Linked DNA regions of Sus scrofa: region 1 is linked to region 2. A link is a contact called in public Hi-C data. All regions are on one chromosome and are shown on one strand. The core of a region is the stretch at or near the end of the contact, and the rest is flanking DNA. Distances in the headings are between cores, read along the strand shown.

The links. A called contact is a pair of places that touch in the nucleus more often than the background predicts.
Region 1: a Hi-C map of embryonic fibroblasts shows a contact between it and region 2, with 9 times the contacts expected there. The contact joins two enhancer-like sites. A contact is called at or near these places in 1 of 5 promoter capture datasets (liver), 14 of 47 Hi-C or Micro-C datasets (alveolar macrophages, brain, embryonic fibroblasts and 9 more) and 1 of 2 datasets of contacts at active chromatin or transcription factors (skeletal muscle).

Annotation. Positions count from the first base shown.
Region 1 is chr13:207,928,224-207,933,620 of Sscrofa11.1, reverse strand. All of the region lies in intron 2 of COL18A1 (collagen alpha-1(XVIII) chain), which reads right to left. Among named protein-coding and RNA genes, the nearest start is that of COL18A1, 23 kb to the right of the region's middle. Within about 2 kb of position 3,685, at least 13 of the 83 cell types and tissues checked have an H3K27ac peak or open chromatin away from gene starts, as enhancers often do.
Region 2 is chr13:207,721,228-207,726,746 of Sscrofa11.1, reverse strand. No RefSeq gene overlaps it. Among named protein-coding and RNA genes, the nearest start is that of ADARB1, 23 kb to the left of the region's middle. Within about 2 kb of position 1,321, at least 16 of the 83 cell types and tissues checked have an H3K27ac peak or open chromatin away from gene starts, as enhancers often do.

The DNA of each region.
Region 1 (5,397 bases), core at 2,436-4,935, 200 kb before region 2:
GTGGTTGGTTAGGGCTGGGGGTTATAGCGAAAAGGTTTCTTTTTTATGGAAGCACAGCTGATGTGCAACATTAGATCAGTCGAAGGTGTACAATATAGGGACCCAGTTTGTAAAGCTTATCCTCCACTTAGGGTTGTTATAAACCACTGGCACCATTCCTGGGCGGCACAGCATGTCCTGCGGCTTATTTCACACGTGGCAGTGGGTACCTCCCATGCCCCCATCCGAGACTGCCCCGCCCCCTGCCCTCTCCCCACGGGAACCGCTAATTTGTTCTCCCCATATAATCTGTATCTTTTTTGCTACATTCACTGCTTCCTTGCAGTTTCTAGATTCCACATGTAAGAGATACATAGTGTTTGCCTTTCTCTGCCAGACTTCCTTCTCGAAAGCACAGTGCCCTCCAAGTCCATTCATGTGGCTGCAAACGGCCAAATTAAAGCCTTTTTTTCCCTTTTTACGGTTGTACCTTCGGGATATGGAATTTCCCAGCTAGGGAGCCTACGCCACAGCTACAGCGACGGGAGGTCTGAGCTGCATCTGAGACCTATGCTACAGCTTGAGGCGATGTTGGATACTTAACCTACTGAGCGAGGCCAGGGATGGAACGCACATCCTCGCGGATACTAGTCAGGTTCTTAGCCCACTGAGCCCCAACGGGAACTCCCTTCAAGGCTTCTTCTCGAAGTGAAAGAAATGTTCCAGAACTGACTGCAGTGACGGCTGTCCCCTGTGCTAAACCACCGAATAGTGTAGTTTAAGTCAGGGAGTTTACGGCGTGGAGATCATAGTTCCATAAAGCTGTTTAAAAAAGAACAAAGGGAAACTGCCATATTTTTCAAACCACACAATCCTAAATGCTACTTTATATGCATTTATTTGATGCTTTGTGAGACTGAGGTTTTTAATATATTCAATGAAAATATTTCTTTCCTTTATAAATTCCTATGCAATTTTACTCATTTCTAAGGGAGTATGTGCTATTTGTTAAAAAGCCCAGCGGGGTGGGGGGCAGGTTGGACGGGGAGTTTGGGGTTAGTAGACGCAAACGGTTGCATTTGGAACGGATGAGCAATGGGGTCCCGCTGGACGGCACAGGGCACGATGCCCAGTCTCTCGGCTGTAACATGACAGAGTCAGTATGAAAAGAAGTGTACGTATACGTGCGACTGGGTCACTTTGCTGTTCAATGGAAATTGAAGAAACGTTATAAATCAACTATACTTTGATAAAAATAAGTAAATAAATAAAAATACGTTATAAATCAACTATACTTTGATAAAAATAAGTAAATAAACAGCAGCCAGGGATACGCACACCGGGCATCTTTGCTGCTCGTGATGCTTTCCAAGCCTCTTCCACAAACCAGGGCTCACAGCTCTGCTCCCGCTCAGTCTGTGCCCACTTGGGGCCTCCCTGGCCTGGCGCCCGGCTGTCCACGGAGCTGCCGGAGGTCACCTCCGGGGTCCCAGCTGACCCTCGCTGAACGCTCACCCTGGACTCCCACACCTGTCTTGGGGGATGTCAACCTCACGACCCCCACCATCCCATCAGGAGCCCAGGGGACAGGGCGGGCCAGCCCCCAGCGGGTTCGGGGAGCAGGGCCGCTGCGGCTCGGGGCCCAGCGTGTGACCCCGTCGCTGTGCGTTACTTGCACTCACTGCAGACGCCGCCCTCCATCGGTCAGCAAACAGCGCTGAGCCCCTGCCGTGCACCCAGCCCCCCGCAGGGTGGGGACAAGGGAGCTGGACCAGCGGAAGAGCCGGGGACACGCGGCCGAGCGCACAGACCAGGACGGGGGACGAAAGGAAGGAGCCTCTCGGAAGGCGCTCAAAGCAGCAGGGGGGTGGCTCCTGCAGGCGGATGCCAAGGTCTCTCCAGACAGCTGCTCGGCCACCCAGGAGGGGGACAGGCAGCCCCACCGGCCGGCGGGGGAGCAGGCCCCTCACAAGGAGCCTTGGGGTCAGCCAGGCGCAGCGTCCTCCGGGGGCTGCAGTTAGCGCGTCACATGTGTGACGCACGAGATGGGACACGAGGGGCCGGCATTGCCAACGGGGCTCTTGACCCAGGACGTGAGCAGGCGATTGGTGTCCACCGCGTGGCTGGGGACGCTGTGCCCGAGCGTCACCTCACTGCTCTACTCTGTGGGGACAGGAGGGAAGGGACCTCCCACGTGGACCCATCCCCACAGCCCTCCCCCAGGCTCAGGCCAGCTGCCCCCGTGACCTGCTGGGCCTGCAAGAACCCCCAGGGAGGACGGCTGGGGGGTCCCGAGGGCCGGGGCCGCGGGGCAGGCGGAGAAGACGCGAGACCTTCAAAGCAGTGAGCGGCCCATGCGTTTTTAAGGGCCTGGCCGGCTGCTCATTAACCGGATTTGCGAGGAAGGCTGGAGGAGGCTGGGGCAGCCCGCTTCCCACGGGGAGGGGCGGGGAGGCGGCCGCCTGCTGGGCCCGTCCACGGCCAGGCTGGTTAGGGTCACAGGTCCAGCACCTCCTAGGTGCTGACACCCCAGGTCCCACACCAGGTCCTGGGCCCTGGGAAGGCGAGAGAAGCAGCAGGACCCACACGCACCCGGGAAGACCCCAGCGGCAGCAGTTTAATAAAAAGTGACAGGGGCCCACCCCCCCCACTTCTGCCTCCTGCCTTCGGCTTCAAAGGGAGAGCAAGCTCAAGGTGTGTGGCCCAGATCCCAGCACCTGCCCCCCCCGGGGGGGGGCTTTTCCCAGGAGAAAATGGCCTGTTTCCTTAAAAGGATGGAGTGAAGTGCTGGGAACTTGGTTCTCTCCTCAAAGGAAGACCGGCCCCCACCGAAGGGGGTGCGGCCCTTCTCAGCGTGGGTCTGGGGGCTGCCTGAACTTCACCCCCAGCCACCCTTGCCCCAAGAGGGGGATGCCTGTGCCCCTGTCAGGTGCACGGAGGGGGCTCTGCCCAGGACCTGCGGGGGGGACAGCCACCTTCTGCGGACGCCCCCCCCCCAAGAAAAATGGAGCTGGGTTGCTCCAGGTGAGAAGTCAGGAGGAGGGTGAGGAGGGACTGGGGGCATTCGAGGGTCCCCCCACCCCGCCAGTCAAGGGCTGGAAAACGACAAAGCTCAGCTTCTGACGGAGACCGGGGCGAAGGTCTGGGTGGATCTGGCCCTCAGAACAGCGACCAGGAGGCGGGCTCCTCGGAAGGAGGGGGCAGGGGCCCGGGGGTCCGTGTGGGAGGCGAGGTCGCCCACCGCAGCCGGGCACTGACCCTTCCCCGCCCAGCCCCCACCCGCCTCCAACGCCCTGGGGCTTGGCGGCCGCTCCCCGCCCAGGTTCTGGTCTCCGGGGCCTGGGTAGGTCCAGCCTCAGGATTTGGAAACACTCTCAGGCAACTCCTCCAGGCAGCTGGGTGTGAAATAAAACCACGGCAAGTCCTGGCTGCTCCCGGGGGATGTCACAGCCCCGACCCCCGGAGGCTTCCAGAGGCTTTGCTAACCCCACCCCACCCCAGGGCACAGGCTTGGACAGGGCACTGAGCCCCCACCACCCCAGAGCCCAGGGAACGCCACTCGGATGGTAGCTGGTACTGGGACAGTCATGAGACTGACCGCAGGTTTGGGCCGCAATCTCCCCTCAGACACACCCTGTCCCCAGCCCACTGCAGGCCCTGCTTCCTGTCCTTCCAGGGCCACCGGAGACACGGGGTGGAAGGAACAGGTCCAGACACTTCAGTCCACCAGCTCCAGCTTTCCCTCTGGCTGAACCTGTGGCCGGAGCCTACAAGGCCCTCACAGCCTCGTTGGTATCAAGTGCCCTTCAAACGTCAGGCTCTGGGTGGGTAAACCCCCGCAGAGCAGACCCCTGCCCCTGCACCATCCAGAGGTCGACCAGCAAGCCCAGGTCGCCCGCGTGGGGCTGTCATGTGAGCACCGGCCACCAGGGGGAGCCACAGACCTGGGGATGGGAGGCCCGCTGGGTCCGCCTTGCAGGATCCCTTGAAGGCAGGCAGGCAGCAGGTCCTCTGATGCACGGGCCCAGGAAGCAGAGGCACCAGCCCCGCTGGCCCTCGGTCACTGAACACAGCTCCAGCCGGCTCGGCTGCGCGCCGGGCGGCCCAGGCGCCGGCTAGTCCCTCTCGTCTGGTCTGGTTGCTTCAATGCCGCTGGACAGATGCCCCGACACGAAGGGCTTCCCCAAAGTGGGGTCACCGGGTCAAAGAGCCAAGCTCCCGGGATTCAGGTAACAGAGGGCAGGGCCCTTCCAAGGGGGACATGGGCCCCACGTGCCCCACGTGCCCCGGGCACGGCCCGTCCACGGTGTTCCCTCCGCGGGGGCTGCAGGCAGACTCACAGCCCCGAGACGCGCACGTGCTGCTCGCCGGGGCCTGTGAACACGGCACAGGACGGGCAAGGGGGAGCTAGGGCTGCCCACGGATCAAGGCTGCTCATCAGCTGCTCTTAAAACACAGAGATTACCCTGGATTATCCGGACAGGCCCGCTTAGCTGGGACGAGGGAGGCAGAGGAGCCACCACCGAAGAGAAGCACCAGGAGAAAGACTGAACCGTCTCAGCGGCCCTGACGATGGAGTGGCCGAGACCGCCAAGGACGCGGGCGCCCCGAGGAGCCGGAAAAGGCAGGAGCCTCCGGAGGGGTCGGCTGGCCCGCAGCTGGCTCTGGCCCAGCCCACGTCGGACCCCGACCCACAGAGCGCTGAGTAATCTGCGTGGTTTTAAGGCCCTGACTGCGGGGTCCTTTGTCTCAGCAGCCGCAGGACCAGCGTCAGCTCTGCGTGCCCTGCCTGCTCCGAGGCGGGGACCCTCACCTTCGAGCGCCGGCACCTGCGTCTCCTGGCCTGGGGGTCCCTCCCCCGCCCGGCCTCTTCTTCCCCCTTCGGGGGTGCGGCCTGCAGGCGCCCTTGCGGTCAGACCCCCTCCGGCTTCTTCTTCGCACTTTCTTCCTGCGCCTGCTCTTCACGCCCCTGCGACGGACCCCCCTCCTCGCTCTCGGCCGAGGGTCCTTTGAGCCCCCACCCCGCACACACTGTGACCCACCAGCCTTCCAACGACAGCCCGACGTTTGGATTTTCCTTAACGTGGGGCCTTTAGGCCCCTGCTTCTCCGAGGCAAGCCGGGCCGCTTCCCTGAGCCGTCATGGCCAATTCTTCATAGCACACAGCGCAAACGTAACGTGGGGCCCAGTGACAGAGTGTCTCCACGCAGGCACTGTCCTTTCTATGCTCAGTGCCCTGACCCCAACCAGGGGCGTCTGAGTCATTTTGTTCCAGCTGCAGGGACAAACCTGCCCAGGCCAGTCGGCGAGCAAACCGCTGCATCCAGAGGCCCACTGCTGAGGCACCAGGCGCACGGCCAGGCTCAGTGGTGACAGGGCCAGCGGAAGGCGGAGGGCACGGGGCCTCCGTCCGGCTCT
Region 2 (5,519 bases), core at 72-2,571:
GGCCAGCGAGACATGCTGAAAATATGCAGAGGGTTCTGAAATGCCCCTGTTGAACACAACAGAAATGGGCTGCATGCCCATCCCTCCCCAACTGTTACTGCCTTAGACATAGATGTGATGGCTGGAGCCACAGCAGCCACACTGCATTCATGAATGGTTGGGAGAACTGCAGAGATACTGAACCGGACTCTTGCCTCTTGCTTGACTCTAGCAAACACTGACCTCTGCACTACTTATTATGAAATAAGTGAACAAATCCTCAGTGGTTTAAGACACCATAGGGTATGTTTTCTGCTCCTGTCAGCACAAAGCATCCTAAATGACACAGGAAAAGAGGAGCCGGCAGAAGTGTACGTGAGCTAAGTCCTCCTGCACCTAAACTTAAAATCAAGAGACAACACTGAAAATTTACAAATCAAACAACTGCAAGTGTAACATTAAGAAACAGGAAGCATGGCAGTGAGTGCCACCTATGCCAACAGCAGAGTACCTGCATGGCCAACCGTGGAGAACGACAGTCCCAGCCCCGCGCCCCCAGCCCTGCCCCCTGCGATGGACACGTCATGTGGCAGCTTCTGGGACCCGCCCCAAGAGACAGCACACAGGTGTCCCTTGCCCCCCCCCAGCACCTGTCTACCTGTGGGTGAGCTCACGCACGGCAGACAGATACCAGGGCAGAGCCTGGACAGGCGCTGCTGCGGGGGCCCTTCCTGCTGGTGGAGCCCTCACACTGGGCCTCTGTCGCCTGCAGCCGTCCTCACACCGGCCAATCCAGAAACGTAAGTATTTACAGCTTCTTAAACAAGCAGCGCTGCCTCAGGGGAGGGGAGGGCCGCGGGCCGCTGCTTCCCACCCAAAGCCCTTCTAAACTACGTCGCCTGTCTACGTGGAGGGCATCACGGGCAAATCTGAAAAGCAAAAACCAGAAAGGTCTGGTCTCGTCGCCCAGACCCCTGCCCTGTGCCCAACTCCTCATGCCATCTGCCTGCAAATACACATCTTTCCAGAGCCCCCACCCCACGAAGCCTGCAGCCCCTGCCCGGAGAACAGGCCGCCTGCCCCCGTCCTGCCAGAGCGCCAGCAGACGGCACTGTCGTCGCCTGCTGACTTCCCTCCCCCGGCCACGTCTCTTCCCCTGCACCTGCCCGCGCCGCGTGCTGCAGAGGCCACGTCCCTGTCACGCGAAACGCAGCCGCTTCCTCTCAGCGGCTCTGGGCTTTGGCCTCCAGCAGCGGGGTCCCCGGCGCACACGGCGGGGCCCCACACACCGCAGGACGTGCTGGAGACACCGCGTGGAACATGCAAGCCCGCATCCCAAAGGCCGTCTGTGGACCTAGAACCAGCAACGGCCCGCAGCTCTCTGGGCACAGCCAAGGGTGGTTAACGAGGTGCTCAGCAGCCGTCCATCTTCCAGAATTCTGTCTGCCAGGGCGGGCAGGGCGGCCGATCCCCTTAGAGCCCTTGGCGGAGTGGACGCCACAGGAGTCCGTCCACAAGAGGGCGCTCAAGCCCCTCCCAGGAAGCGGCCCGGGCGCGAGGGCCAACCCCCAGCTGTCCCGCACAGGGACCGGCCTCCGGTTCTTCTTGACACGTCCGTCTGCAGCTCTCTCGCCATGGCCAGAGCCCAGAACAGCCAGGAAAACTCACCAACCCTCTCTCTCGAGAACAGCAGATACCACTCCGCCCCAACACGGCACAGGCTTCCTCAGTCAGCTCTCGAGGTCAACGCTGCACTAACTGTCTCCTTGGGACACTTAAGGTCCAACACAGAAGAACTGGGAAGAACACAGCCACTTTTTAGAAAGTTTAAAACTTGATGCTGTTAAACCAAGTTTTACTCAGCTTGGTTTTCAATTTTTTGGGGGGAAAACAACCCGAAACCACCGTCTCCCCATGGTTCCACGTCTACCCTTTGCCACCACGGCCAGCAGGTGGCGGGAGTGCGGGGAGAAGCGGGCGAGGGCCCCTCCCGGGTCCCCTCGGTGGCGCCACCCCTCAGAGGGAGAGCCACCCGCCCCGCCCCGCGGGGCCCTCGCGGCCGACATCGCCCGTGGCACAGCTGCTCTCCGCCCTCACCGGCGCTGGCAGCTGCCTCCTCCTGTCCCGCCCTCGTCTCCAGGCCTTGGTCACCACCTGCAAACAGGCACTCGGTGAGGATTTGAAGCACAAATGAAGGAGCAGGTCCGAGATGCAATACGCATCTTTCTGGAGCCGCAGCAGGTTCTGAGAGGTGGAGTTCCTGGGGTCCCAAGCTCTGCGCCCCCCCACTCCCGCCCCAATGTGGCCACAGTCACTCCGGGCACCGGCGCCACACCGCCCTCCCGGAACCGGCGGCTCTGCAGCCACTGAGGACGTTTCCCGCTGACTGAGCCCAGGCCGAGGCCCCGGGGCCGAGGAGGAGTGTGGGCCCCAGGCTGGGAAGGGGAGTGTCCGCACCAACCAGGAGGCTATGAGCCCCACGCCAGGGTCCCTAGCCGCCACCCAGCACGGGCACAGAGGAGGCCGGAGCTGGCCGGTGGCCCGGGGTGGGCACCCCAGAGGCACCCCCCACCCCAGTGCCCTGGCTGGGGTGGGGACACGAGACAGCCTGTGCCCTTGTGCCCGGGGGTGCAGCTGCCGCCGACCTGAGACTGGCACAAGGACGCCTTCCCAGCGGTGACGCCGCCAGAAGCCCACCGGGAATCCCTCATTTCTGTCACTGACCTTTAGGGACGGCGCCTGTGCTCCGCAGGGGACAGCAGCCTGCGAATCACATCCAAGGGGAAAATGTCTAGTTTTGGCCCCAACAGGCCAGGATTCAGCCCTGCACGTGGGTCTTGGTGCCCCTGTGCCCGCTGAGCCCCACCCGATGCCACCGGCCCCTCCCCAGCCTTCAGGACACCCAGCCAGGCTGGCCACGTGCAGACGTGGTCTGGCCATCCCAGGGCCGGGGCACCGTGTGGGACAAACAGGACTGTCCCAGGAACAAAGAGCTGTCCTGCCTGAGGAGCTAAGGCAGGTGACGGAGAGGCTCACGGAGACCCCTGCCCGGACCCCCTCGCCCCATCGCGATCACAACTCGGCAGGCCAGCCGTGCAGAAGCGGAACCAGAACCACCGCATGAAGGCGGCAGGGCCTGGGTCCTACCCTCTCAGAACGAGCCCAGGAGCTGAGCACAGGCGGCTCAGGTCTACACCCGAGGCGCCACGGCACCAACTCCGCACCCCGGGTCTGTGTGTACGGGCAGATTTATGCCCCTGCTTTTGTTACATCTGGATGTGGTGTCTTCCGCGACGCCACTCGGAATCAAAAGAGGAGCTGACAGATACCGTCGCAAGAGGGACCTTCGGGTGTGGCGGCCGCGAGAGGGGCGGGCGGGCGGCGGCGGGGCAGCCCGGGTCTGGCCGGGCCCCTCAGAGCGGGCGCCGCAGAGTAAGGGCCTCGGGCCCAGAGCGCGCCCCCGGCCCAGCGCGCCGGCCTGCGAGGCGGAGCAGGCGGCAGGGCCAGCGCTTGAAGGGGCGGGAGCGGCGGGGCGGCCGCTGGGCCTGAAGCGCCCAAGGCCGGCTCTCCCAGCGCCGCGGGCGCCAGCGGGGGCTCTTCCAGCGTCCGTTGCCGTTGTGTTTCTTTTTCAAACGGCTCTGGGGAAACAAGAAGACCAAGACTTCAGATGATGCTGCCACAAGCTGCCCTCGTTTCACGCAATGGACACGAAGGTTCTCCGCAGCCCGCCTGCGAGCCCGGGTCCAGGCAGGGCAACCGACGGCGGAAGGCGGAGGACGCCCAGCCCTCCGTCTGGCCTCAGAGCCCGCCTTGGGCGCTGGGTCTTCTTCCCGTGTCTTCGAGGACGGTTGACTCGTGCAAAGGACCAAGGGTGAGTGCACGCTCACACACACAGAGACACCTGCCAGTCACGTCCACAGCATGACTCCCCCGGCGTGTGCTTCCGAAAGGCACCCACGGTCAGACGGCCAAGGGCGCACCTTGCACGCAGAGACGGGTCTCCCGCGCTGGATTCTCGCCGTCTCTCAATGACTCTGGTGACAGCAATGGGTTTAAGATCACGTCTGGAGCTGAGCCACGGCTGAAAAGAAAACTCCACCCATGATGCGGCACCAGATATTCTAGCTCGACAAAAGGACGTTCAGCAATTTCGTTCTATGCGATTGGACACTTATAAAGATCAGATTATTAAAAGTATTTTATCAGGATTTCAGGCTTTTGATCCTCATACCTGGTTTGAGAATCCAAATATTTCTTTTATTTCGGTTCTAATCGCCCCTGGATTCAGATGGTTTCTTTTTTGTGCAGTCTGTAGAATCGGACTGACCCACAGAAAGCAAACGAACACTCAGCAATCAAAACTTACGATGACTGTTCTTATGCACCAACTAAATAAAAGGGGGGGAGAGGCTGGAGACCAGTGACCAGCTGAGCCCGCAGAAGGCAGACTCGGTGTGTTGTGCAAAAGCACAATAGCCACGGACCGCTCACGCGGGCAAAGCCGGAGAAGCACTTCTGCTGACCCGGGTTCCAGAGCGCGGGCTCTCTGGCTACGATGAGACAAGGAACTTCCAGGACGGCTTTGCTGCTCTGTCGGCACCTACGTTAGGTCCTCGGTGTGCACTGGCGACTCTGCTGCCAGCAGGGTCCCTTCATCTCCCAAGGAGGCAACTGTGAAACCACCTGTGCCTGCTTCTGTCCACCCACCTAAACACGTCATCCTCTCGAATCAAAGTCACGGGGGCCTTTGTTCTGCGGACCAGAGGGCCTCCTGGCCCCCCACTTTTAACGGCTGAAGAGTCTTGTGTGTTCTGTCACACGCACTGGTCCTCTTTCCGAATCACCCGCTGCCCTGCCGCGCAGGACACAGCATCCCACGTGGCGCCTGGCATGCACACAGCCCTCAGCAAGGACCGCGCTGGCCGCTGGGGGGCCGCCAAGCACCGGCCAGAGGTGTGAGGCCTGCAGGGGGTCTGAGACCTGGGACATGGACAGGTCACCTCTGCTGGAAGTCACCCAGTAACGCGCGTTTTAAAAGGCAAGCCCAGAGCCTTAACTGATCCATCGACATCAAGCAAAGGCATTTTCTATTCCTCACACGTCAGCAGAGGGGTAGAGGTTTTCGCTCTCACCTTGAACCGTGGTTAGTTTCTGCGTTGGCGCTGACCCTTCCGGCGGGTGGGACTGAGACGATGTCAGCACTGCTGGTCAGCGGTCAGCAGCTTCGCTCAGCCACCTCCCAGCTCTCTGTGCCCACCCGAGAGGCTCCTGGAACAGAACGATTCCAATGCTTCATGTTAGTTTAACCAGTAGCAAAGCCTTCACCGTCTCGGAAGTCAATCTGAAAGCAAGGATCTCTAATTCAAAGTCCTCTCCCAGACATGCTTCCATGGCCTTCACCGCATCCGTGTGATTCTTAAGGCGGATGCGCGGTGGAATCTACCAGAGCACACACGCAGCTCCACCGCCGGCCCTGCTCATCCACCTGCTGGCGCAGAGAAGCCCGGCCCACGCGCGAAGGAGTGAGCCTGGGGCAAAGG